3 separate regions of the Mus musculus genome follow, and all the other regions are linked to region 3. A link is a contact called in public promoter capture Hi-C data. All regions are on one chromosome and are shown on one strand. The core of a region is the stretch at or near the end of the contact, and the rest is flanking DNA. Distances in the headings are between cores, read along the strand shown.

Region 1 (3,620 bases), core at 1,065-3,564, 360 kb after region 3:
CATTTCTGGGGTTTTTTGTTTTGTTTTTAAGAAAAAGGAGCAGGCTGCAGCTTCTGCATGACTGGAACGAGAGGCATGTCTGCTCTACAAGTGGCACAGGATTAGAGACAGAAACCCATTTAATGAAAGGCATCTTCAGGACCACCCACATGCACAAGCTCTTTCCCAGGCTCCTTGAAGAGACCTAGAAATGTGTCTTAAAAAATGTCACAGTGCTGTAAAGTTTGGAGTAGTGTGACATTTATCGGAACCTCTTTATCAGATGTCTCTTGGTCATAAGCTTTCTGAGGCTGGGTTCTGTTAGGTGGCGTTGGGCATGACTTGGGTTTGGTTGGGGGGGGGAGCCGGAGGGGCAGAGCTTGGGATTCTTGTAGTTTGGGGTTAACAGGAGGAATCTGCTTACCATCACTTCTGTGGAACTGTTACCGCAAGGGGGCCCGGTGCAGGAACAGCTTTCAATAATCCTGGCACCATTCATACCTCAACCCCACACGCTGGCATAGAGGTGTGGACTGGTGGTCATGTTATGGTAAGAGTGTGTGCCCAGCACCATAATGATGTTGGTAGAGATGCCAACAGCAAATGCCGGTCCACAGGGAACTCTGACATACCTTGTTAGACAAAGACAATGGGAAGCTCAGGATGCGACATATCTAACCAAAATAAAAGGGCTCCTTTATCAGACTCCATAATGTAGCACACGCAATTGTAAATACTACTGTGCACTTGTATAGGAATCCCATGAAAGAATTTCTACAGGGCCCATAGCACGCTCACAACGGTTCCTGTGGGCAAAGTTGTTCCTCTTATGCAGTCCAACAAGGAATCATAAAACAGTTTTTTCCAGCTGGGTGAGGTGGTGTGCACCTATGATCTGAGCATCCAGAAGTCGGAGGCAGGGGAATCACGAGCTTAGTCTTTGTAGTGAGTTCCAGGCCAGCCAGGGCTACACACAGTGAGACTCTTGGCTCAAAAACAACGAAAATTGTACTAGCTATACCAGAAGAGTGAGTTATCTTTCTGGAGAAAACACTATAAAGTTGCTGTTATATGAACCAGTGATCAAATGTCATGTGGCCAAAACACAGGAAAAACAGGGCTTAAGCCAGAATTTTTTTAAGGGCAATGCTGGTGATATTTGTCAGCTTCTTCAAAAATATTATGATAATGTTTATAATTTTAAATCATATTCTCACCTAATTTACATTTGTGAATTAGGTCCTATTGATCACAATAAGCCTTTAAAATTACACTCAAGCTTTAGAAGACCTGGGTACATATACCCCTGGTTACATGTGGCTTCACTGATAACCATGCAGAAGAATTATAGAAATAAGAATTAATGTAATAATATTTGTGATCGAATTTAAGATTCAATTCCAAAAATTACTTTAAAAACACTTTTTCTAAATGTGTGTGTGGGGTGGGGGTGGGGGAGACAGACAGGCAGGCAGAGAGAGAGAGAAAGAGAGAGAGAAAGAGAGAGAGAGAGAGAGAGATGTCTGTGTCACACTGGGCGGGTAGAGGTCAGGACAGTATCAGCTGTTCTCAGCTTTCATCCACCAGGCTAGCTGGCTGGAGCATCCCAGGATTCTCCTGTCTCCACTTCCCATCTTAAAGGAGGCACACCTGCGGTAGATGTGCTATGGTACCAGTGTTTCATGGACTTTCTCAATCTAAGCTCGGGTCCTCACATTTGTGCACCAAAGTCCTTTTCACACACAGAGCCATCTGCTCTGCCCTAAAATTCCGATTTAATGAGCTTATGCAAAGAAGTATGCAGACATGTATATATATATATATATATATATATATACACACACACTGATAACTTTTGACAAATGTGTCAACCTATGAAACAGCTCTCAAATCAACATAGAACATATTTTCATCATCTTCCAAAATTTCTTTGTGCTACTTTCTAGTAAATTCTCCCCACACACGGAAGTTGTTCTGATTTTCATCACCAGAGATTAGCTTACCTACATGTGAACTTCGTAGGAAAGGACTTACACAGGGTGAGCCCTGTTTGTGACCGATTTCTTGATTTATCTTGTACACGGCAGTAATTTCACAGGCCAGGTTGACTATGTTAAGGCAGGCCAAAGCATAAACAAGATCTCTGGGCCTATGAGGATATTCCTACAAGAGATTAGTATCAAATTGGTCGACTGAGTTTGATCTGTAGGTGGGATCTGTCCTCACCGTTGTAGTGGATGTCATCCAGGCCTGAGGCTTACATAGGACAAAAGTGCAGAGGTAGGCTGCCTCTTTTTCTCAGCTAGGCCAGCCTCTGCTTCCTTTCCCTGGGTCTGCCATCTCCAGGGCTTACAGCGCCAACGCTACCCACCCCCACCCAGCTTTCCAAGCCTTTGGATTCAGGCTGAGTTAGAGCCAGCAGCTCTACGTCGCCATCTTGTGGCCACCAGAGGATATGGCAACATATCATCTCGGTCGCCATTATATGAGCCAATTCTGGCTTTCTCTTTATGTCTGTACCCACATCAGCTACATCACATCGACTCACCCACCCATCTTTTCTCCAACTCCTGTCAGTTACCTATCTGTTATCTATAACTATTCGTATGTATACAACGTCTCTTCCCACCTTTCTGGATAACTGACTAATATGTCCTTTGAAGACTTATCTATGCTGTGGTATACACCAGCAATCCGTGTCTCTCTCTCTCTCTCTCTCTCTCTCTCTCTCTCTCTCTCTCTCTCTCTCCCCCTTCCTTCCTTTCTTTTTTCAATTACAGAGTGGTATTCAGTTAACAGAACAACAATTATCTTCATATAAGCTGCATCAAAGACTACTGAAGATTAAAAAAAATAATAATAAAACCAAAAGAAAAAAAAACAAAAACTTAACTACTGTCCCCATATATAACTAATTTGTGCTGTGCACAACAAGAACCTGCTTTAACTTTCCAATCCGGTCCACCTCCCTGGGGAGTAGTATATCACTGTTTCCTTATTTGCCTGATGAACATTTCGTTATTTCTAGACTTTGTTTATTATGAATAAATATATATAAATATGTGCCTAAGTAATTTTCGGAAGATGGACTTCCATTTCTCTTGGGGATGTGCTGTGGAATTCCTCCATCCTATAGAAGGTAATTATTGAAACATTTTCCAAAGTGGTCTCAGTTTCAACCCTGACTCAGTGGTTAATGAGTGAACTGGTTATTTTATTTTTAACAGCATCCGAAGGGGTGTGAAGTGGTATCCTGTCTGTGGTTTTTTCTCATAACTCCCTGATGAATAATGAGACCGAGTGCCTTCTCAGGTATTTACTGACCGCCCCATCCTCGTTATCAAGTGTTTCCCAAATAGCTTGAGTATTTTAATTTGGATTATCTTTTACTAATTTGCATACACTCTGTAAATTCAGTTCTGATTGAAATCTTTAATTAGTTCAGATCTATCTATCTATCAAGCATACATTTTTACACAATCTATAGTCTGTCTTCCATGGCTTAATTTTTTTTTTTTTTTTTTTTTTGAGACAGGGTTTCTCTGTATAGCCCTGGCTGTCCAGGAACTCATTTTGTAGACCAAGCTGGCCTCAAACTCAGAACTCCACCTGCCTCCGCCTCCCGAGTGCTGGGATTATAA
Region 2 (3,577 bases), core at 429-2,928, 310 kb after region 3:
GGTGACTGTGATCAGAATCCATTAGCTCATGGATGGAGCACCATCAGGAAACTCCTTATCCCAGCTAATATAGCTAATAAAGGTGAGACAGAGAAGAAAAGCACAGGGAAAGCACACTTGAAAATCACAGTTTGTGGCTAAGAAACTGGATGTGGTCAAGGATGGTTTCTCCAAATCGAACATTAGTGGAGACGTGAGCTTATTTTGTGTCCTAAACTACAGGTTATATACCCAAATCAGCTGCCCCTTATATTCCTCTTGGCAGGTATTTCTGTAAAATGCTGCGTTACTAGCAGAAGGAGCCTTGCCTGGTGCTGGAATCAGAGTCCAGGAACCTGCACATTTCCCAAGAGTGGGATGTCTCATGTCACATTTGCGTGAGGATGACACATCTTTCAAGGGGATCAAACACTCCGTGAGCATGCAGTGCCTTTCTCTCACAAGATAATAACAGCCCACACCTAGTGCTCACCCGCTGCCAGCATGATGTCTTAGGCATTTCCTACGTCATCTGTGCAGTAAGATTCTGAGTAACAGTGACTATTTTGAGTGTTTACAATGTAGCATTCACTTAATGTTCTTTGTATCAGGTCTTCTTTAACCCTCTCCAGATTCCTATGCAAGAGGTCTCATTGTAGCCTGGAGTGGTGGCGCAAGCCTTTAATCTCAGCACTGGGAGGCAGAGGCAGGCAGATTTCTGAGTTCGAGGCCAGCCTGGTCTACAGAGTGAGTTCCAGTACCTACACAGAGAAACCCTGTCTCGAATAAACAAACAAACAAAAAAACAAAACAAAACAAAAAAGAAGTCTCATTGTTTCAGATAGGGAACAGGAAGCCTGGAGGAGTTGGGCACTGATCAAGTCAGAAAGATCAGTAAGTTGGGGAGTGGGAATTTGGACTTGGTAGCTATTGGGGTGGGGCAGGCTAGTGATGGAGACTTACTGGTTGTTTCTAGACTCCATGGGTCCCAGCTTTTATAATAGCAGAGCCACATCTACGAGACTCCTGTTTTAGGTATCAGACAGTTCCGCTTACATCTTTTTCTAAAGCAATTGCTTCTCCTGTGAGTGGACTTGTCTGTCTGTCTCCTGTCATCAGCAAGGGCTGATCAGTCTTCAAATCGCATGCATCCCTGTGAAACAGGCTGCCGTTTTAACTCTTAAAACAGGGGACCATGTTTTAAGTGAATCAGAAGAACATTCCATTGCGACTCGTGTTGAAACCATCAATAAAATCACAAGAAGGTTTTTATAACCATCACATCATTTTTTGTGTTTTGTAAATCTGGAACTCTGCCGTGTTGGATTTTCTTGGGAGAGGCACATGATTTGAAAGGGAACCTTAACCTTTTAATTCAACGTAGCAAGTGTTTTTACACTTCTAGGGATTCAAGCTGACTGGTGAATGAACGAGAAATGCGCTTTAGACACAGAGTTGCTTTCGTGCGGTAGCAAAACACAGGATCTAATTTGAGACTCTGTAAAACTGCTTTTTAAGGATCTGGCGGAAAAGGATGTCACAGGTACAAAGTACATAGTGTCCAGAGCTAAGATAAAGAGAAGCTATCTCATCTTGGAATCGACATTTTATTGTTGGGAAGGGTTTACATTCATTTCCCCTTCGAGACGACTTGATAATCTTTGTGGAAGCTTTTTCTGTTGAAAACGGAAAAAAGAAAAAGCTTTTTTTTTTTTTTTTTCCTTTGCGTCAAGCTCCTGGCGCTGTCTTAGTGGCAAAATGGTGCTCTCTAGTGGCAGAAGAAGGAGTTACTTTTTTTTTTTTTTTTTTTTTTTTTACTTTCTCAGTTTAGTCAAGAAATCTTTTTTTTTTTCATTAATTAATTTACTCATTTATTTTACATCCCGATCGCAGTTCCCCTCCCTTCTCTCCTCCCAGACACACCCTCACACACCCCTCACCCCACTACCCTCCCCTCTTCTCTAAGGAGAAGGAGAACCCCCCCCTTTAGGTACCACCCCTCCCTGGGACATCAAGTCCTTCTCCCATTGAGGTCCAGCAAGGCAGACCAGCTAGGGGAAGGTGATCCAATGGCAGCAACAGAGTCAGAGATTCCCAGCCCCCACCCTGAACTTTTAGGGGACCCACATGAAGACCAAGCTGCATCTGCTTTAAACGTGTAGGGGGCTTAGCTCCAGCCCCCGCATGCTCTTTGGTTGGTGGTTCAGTCCCTGTGAGATCCCACGGGCTGAGTGAGGTTAGTTGACCCTGTAGGTCTTCTTGTGGTATCCTTGACCCCTCCGGTCTCTCAGTCCTTCCCTGAACTCTTCTACAAGACTCCCCCAACTTTGCCTGATGTTTGGCTGTGGGTCTCTGCATCTGTTTCCATTCACTGTTGGATGAAACCTCTCAGGAGACAGTTATGCTAGGATCTTGACTGCAAGCATAGCTGAGTATCATTCATAGTGTCAGGGGTTGGCTCTCTCCTGTGGGATGGGGCTCAGGTTGGGCCAGTCATTGGTTGGCCTTTTCCTCAGTCTCGGCTCCATCTTTCTGAGCCTGAGCGCCGGCTGTGTATGAGTGTTTTTGTATGAAGGATGTCCTGACAACCGATAGCTTCTTATGAAGAGCTCACATGGCTGGACTAGACAACGATGAATATCTGCGGGGCCTTCTATCTGCAATGTCACAGTAGTGAGAACAAGAGAATTCTAGCCAGATCTGGAGACATGTGGCAAAAGAATATGTCGGTTTTTTAAAAAGAAAAATGTTGATTGGCTTTTCTTCTATTTAATATAATTACATGTTTATTGTAGGAAATTTTAGGAAATACAATTGAGGTTTTAAAAATTATTCCCCAGTTCCATCACCCAGAGACAATCAATTGGATGTGCATAATTTAACTTTTAACAAAATGTTGCTTATGCTTCATAATTTCATTAAATCACTCAATAGATTTTTGAGATGTTTCCTGTTACTAAATACACGAACATGACATGATTACACCTTTTAAAAATAGCAATTAGTTCATGGTTAAAATTGGTATTTAGTTAGTGAGAAAGAGATTTCTTTGGGAGAAAGTTTATATCATTGTAACAGTAAATTGAGTCTTCTTTTAAGACTATGGTCGGTCATTTAACTCTGTGTTGCCAAAGTCAATGTTACCATTTTTATCATAAGCATCTACACCATGATTTGAAAGTTTATTTCTTTTACTTTGATTTTTTTTTTATTTTTTAAAGTTAACACACAAAGATACACATTTGTTTATGGAGTTTTTATACCTAGGTGTTATTTTTCTTTTGTCGTTATCTGTCTCTCTCTAGCTGTCTTCCCTCATCCCCTCACTCCTCGCTTTCTGTTTCTCTACAAATACTCTCTGCTTTCATGTAATATGGATTTCATTTCTCTGTCCCACTTAAGATTTCTTCCTCTCCTGTTCACCCCCCCCCCTTTTCTACACAGAGAGGGGGAGGGGGAGTGAGGGAGAGGGGAAGGGGAAAGGGGGGAAGGGGGAAAGAGAGAGAAAGTGGGGGAGGGGAGAGAGGGAGGGGGAGGGGAAAAGGGGAAGAGGGAGGGGAAGGGGGGGGAGAGGATGTTTACCTATATGAGAGAAACA
Region 3 (3,455 bases), core at 255-2,754:
CGTTTGCTAGTAGTGTGTCACGTAAGTGCTTTGTCTTACTACATCTAATTGCAACAAAATTACTGGAAACAGAGGAACTTCATAGGTCATTTATTTACAAACATGTCTTTTATACCAGAGGAGCCTGAAAAGCTATCAGAGAACTAATCTTTTAAGACTTTAAAAAATCAAGTATTATTGCCAAATTTTCCTAAATAAGACTAATTAAAAAGCCAAACAAAGGAAACTAAAAGCTCAGCAGCTGTCCACTGCCCAATACTGAACGGAGCTCCTAGCTCGAGTGGGGAGGGTGCCAGCGGCTTGCCGGCTTTTCCAGCACAGTCTTAATGGCTTTCCTTGAGCTCGGCTAACCTTCATTTCCTAATGTCCCTACACTGGCTTATCCACCAGGAAGTAGCTTTTCTCTGCCCGCATTCCTGCAGCAAGCATTTATCACTGTCTGGACTGCCTTATCTACCTTCTTCAACAGAAAGCCCAAGGCTATTTATCTGTGCACATCCATAAGCACGCTCACAAGCTTCACTCCTGTGTTCTCGTGTAGGAGACACTAAAAAACGTTGGCTGGGTGGAACAGACTACAAAACTCTGCTGTCTTAAAAGTCCTTAGGGTAAGTTATTTTATAATGTAAATGATCCCATTCGGATTTGGCTTGTGTTTCACACACCCTATTTTCTGACTTTCTTTAAATGATGAGGTACAACTTGATTGATACACGATTATATTACAGGGTACACGTATAAGCCACCGACTCAGGTAGCCTAGAAATGCCTAAGGTGGTATTTGGTTTCTGCCTTGTTTACCACTGAAGTTGCAATGAAAGATATCTAACAAGAGCTCCCCAATTTGAATCAAGAGAAAGAAACAAGTCCATCAGTAGCCCTATGCAAAGCCGGAGCACAATCGATCCACCGAGTGACTCAGGGCTTTGAGTTTTTCCCCATTGGGTTCCTATAATTTAATAATGTTATTTGTACTGAGCATGTAACAAAAGCTAATGCTTGTGAGCAGCAGTAATCTAGAGAGGGTGAGATTTATAAGGCAGGAATTCAGTTGCTAAGAGACAGCTCCACGGCTTCATTTTTTTTCTTCAATATTTCCCTCCTCTATGGAGAAGTTCTTTTGGCTCAGAAGAAGCAGGAAGCGTGAAAAGAGGCACAGTGAGCCTTTGTTAACCCAGGGGAGTTATATGTGGGTCTACAGCTTTCTGGTTTGTAAAAGCCTTTCACATACATTCCTTCCTTTGACAAATCAAATACCAAATAAAAATGAAGTGCGTGTAGCCTGTAATGAGCTTGAGTGCTTAAGATCAAAACTATTAGCGAATATTCAGGAAAAGTAGAGACTAATGAAGAGAAAAGGAAATGATTAGTTGTGCAGATGTAACAAAAGGAAGGTGACACCCACAAAAGTGAAACTCATGCTACAGAGACTAGTGGAGAAGGGCTGCGGGATTTTAGAGCTGCAGACATGCCTAAGATTGAAAACAGCACAGGGCGACGGCTCTGCAATGAGCCAAGACGAGCAGGGTTGGAGCACTCTCTCAGTGCAGCCTGTGGCTGCAGAACACAGAGCTGGGACAGGGCAAAATGCCCTCAGGGAGCCTCAGAGGCCAGCCCCAGGCACGGTCTGGAGGGCCTGAGGAGATCCACCTAGGCACCTCGGGCACAAAGCAGTGCTGGAAGCTCGTGTAATTCTGAGACGTCAGCCACAGCGCTACCAGGGTGCAGGTTTCTGTGAGACGTGGGATCAGGAGGACAGAGACAAAAGAGCCTCTTCCAAAAGGAAGGGAGCAGCCTTTCAAGAATACAAGACATGCCACAGAATTCTTGATTTTGTGTGTGCATGAATGATTCTAAATTAATCACTATTTCACAAGAAAGGATTAAAGGCTCACCTACTTAGCCTAGAGATGAGAACTGCTCAATCATTCTGCCCATTTCCATGTCTCTGGCTGCAGAGCTTAAAAACCATGCCAAGGTGAGACCTTCTCCCTGCAGCACGGCTCTCAGGTCCCTCTTAGTGCTTTCTTAAGGAGGACTCCTCAACACTTTTACCTATGGCAATGCTAACATTTGGGCAAAATAAAGTGTTCAGGGCTGCTGTACCCGAGAGTCCCCAAAGGCTGGCAGGCTGTCCATATAACCCACAAGTTCCGCACACAAAAATATTTGAAAACTCGAACACTAGAGATCTCTCCCTAAAGCTGATTGATGGCTAAATGTGAAACACACACCAAATCAAATGCTAGGGCAGGATTTTGTTCCCACACTGACTATAAAATATTTGGGGGCTTGAAGCAATAAGGCACATTTTGGCCCTTCCAAAAGCTATTATAGAACTAGTTTGAGAGACTTTTGCTTCTAGGGAAGATGGGTAGATATAATTTACCCCTTTAGTTAAGTCCCACAAAACCCCCAGACAACCCACAGCATGGGAGCATACATCTGAAAATCATATTTCTGTTAAGAGTCTAGTATCCAGAATAAACAAAAGAACTTACAATGTGGAAAAATAACCACTTTTAAAAATGAGCAAATCATCTGAATAGACATCTCTCCATAGGAAATATACAAGTGCCAGTAAGCACACAAAATGGTGTTCATCATCGTTAGTCATCAGTAGCACACAAGTTAAAATCGAGTAAGATACTCCATCGTGGCAGTCTTAACCAAGACGATGGGCCAAGCACTGGTGAGGGTGTGGAGAGGACACACCCCTCCCACCCTGCTGATGGCACGGTAAAGTGGTATGGCTTGATTAGAAAAATTTGGCATGTCTTCAGAAAAAAAGAAGTATCATATGGCCAGTAATTCAACTCCTCAATATATACACAAGAGAACTAGAAACACACGTACACAAAAACTTGCATATACTGATGCTTTTAAAACACACCATGTCCAAAAAGTATGGAACACCCATTTTAAAGGACATTATTTGGCAACAGAAAGGAGTGGAGAGCTGACTTAGGCTGTGGCATGAGTGTGCCTGGAATGCACTACACTATACAGTGCTCAGAACAGGCAAATCCCCGGAAACAGAAAACAGGCCAATCGTTCTCAGCATAGTTAAAATGTTAATTCTCTCCAAACTGATAAATAATTTGTATTAAAAAGTCAGCCCTTTTATAAATGTGAATAAAATGACTCTAAAATGTATATGGAAAGACAAGGGAATAGTTAAGAGAATTTTGCAAAGAAGAATGGAATGAGAATAATGAGGCTAACCCACCCCAGGTATCCAGTTTACTGTGAGGCTACATTCATCAAGACTGTGTGGTATTGGAAAGAGGCTACATATATAGATCAAAGGGACAACACAGAGACCAGGAAATAAACCCACATACCTATCTCCTGACTGTTGACAAAGATGAAGGTGTCAGAGCAGGAGGACACCCCTAAATTAGAAAGCCAATCTTCATCTAAATCAGCTGACTTTATATAAAAGCAGTTCAAAA

What was found. Promoter capture Hi-C pulls out the DNA fragments that hold promoters and counts their contacts.
Region 1: a promoter capture Hi-C map of hippocampal neurons shows a contact between it and region 3, with 2.6 times the contacts expected there. The contact joins two enhancer-like sites. A contact is called at or near these places in 6 of 39 promoter capture datasets (the C10 cell line, cranial neural crest, frontonasal cranial neural crest and 3 more), 3 of 484 Hi-C or Micro-C datasets (cortical neurons, myocytes and uterus), 1 of 115 datasets of contacts at active chromatin or transcription factors (embryonic forebrain) and 1 of 9 other capture datasets (embryonic stem cells).
Region 2: a contact with region 3 is called in a promoter capture Hi-C map of hippocampal neurons, with 2.4 times the contacts expected there. The contact joins two enhancer-like sites. A contact is called at or near these places in 8 of 39 promoter capture datasets (the C10 cell line, the HPC-7 cell line, cranial neural crest and 5 more), 2 of 15 datasets of contacts at CTCF or cohesin (the NIH/3T3 cell line and large pre-B cells), 2 of 484 Hi-C or Micro-C datasets (bone marrow-derived macrophages and muscle stem cells), 4 of 115 datasets of contacts at active chromatin or transcription factors (craniofacial prominence, embryonic limb bud, forebrain and 1 more) and 2 of 9 other capture datasets (embryonic stem cells and liver).

Annotation. Positions count from the first base shown.
Region 1 is chr6:31,030,812-31,034,431 of GRCm38.p6, forward strand. No RefSeq gene overlaps it. Among named protein-coding and RNA genes, the nearest start is that of Gm40359, 18 kb to the left of the region's middle. Within about 2 kb of position 2,315, at least 54 of the 459 cell types and tissues checked have an H3K27ac peak or open chromatin away from gene starts, as enhancers often do. A contact at or near this core is called in cortical neurons and hippocampal neurons, where this site is marked.
Region 2 is chr6:30,981,118-30,984,694 of GRCm38.p6, forward strand. No RefSeq gene overlaps it. Among named protein-coding and RNA genes, the nearest start is that of Klf14, 24 kb to the left of the region's middle. Within about 2 kb of position 1,679, at least 29 of the 459 cell types and tissues checked have an H3K27ac peak or open chromatin away from gene starts, as enhancers often do. A contact at or near this core is called in hippocampal neurons, where this site is marked.
Region 3 is chr6:30,674,002-30,677,456 of GRCm38.p6, forward strand. The region is part of intron 2 of Cep41 (centrosomal protein 41); the gene reads right to left. All of the region lies in intron 3 of Gm13782 (a long non-coding RNA gene), which reads left to right. Among named protein-coding and RNA genes, the nearest start is that of Gm13782, 8.2 kb to the left of the region's middle. Within about 2 kb of position 1,505, at least 148 of the 459 cell types and tissues checked have an H3K27ac peak or open chromatin away from gene starts, as enhancers often do. A contact at or near this core is called in cortical neurons and hippocampal neurons, where this site is marked.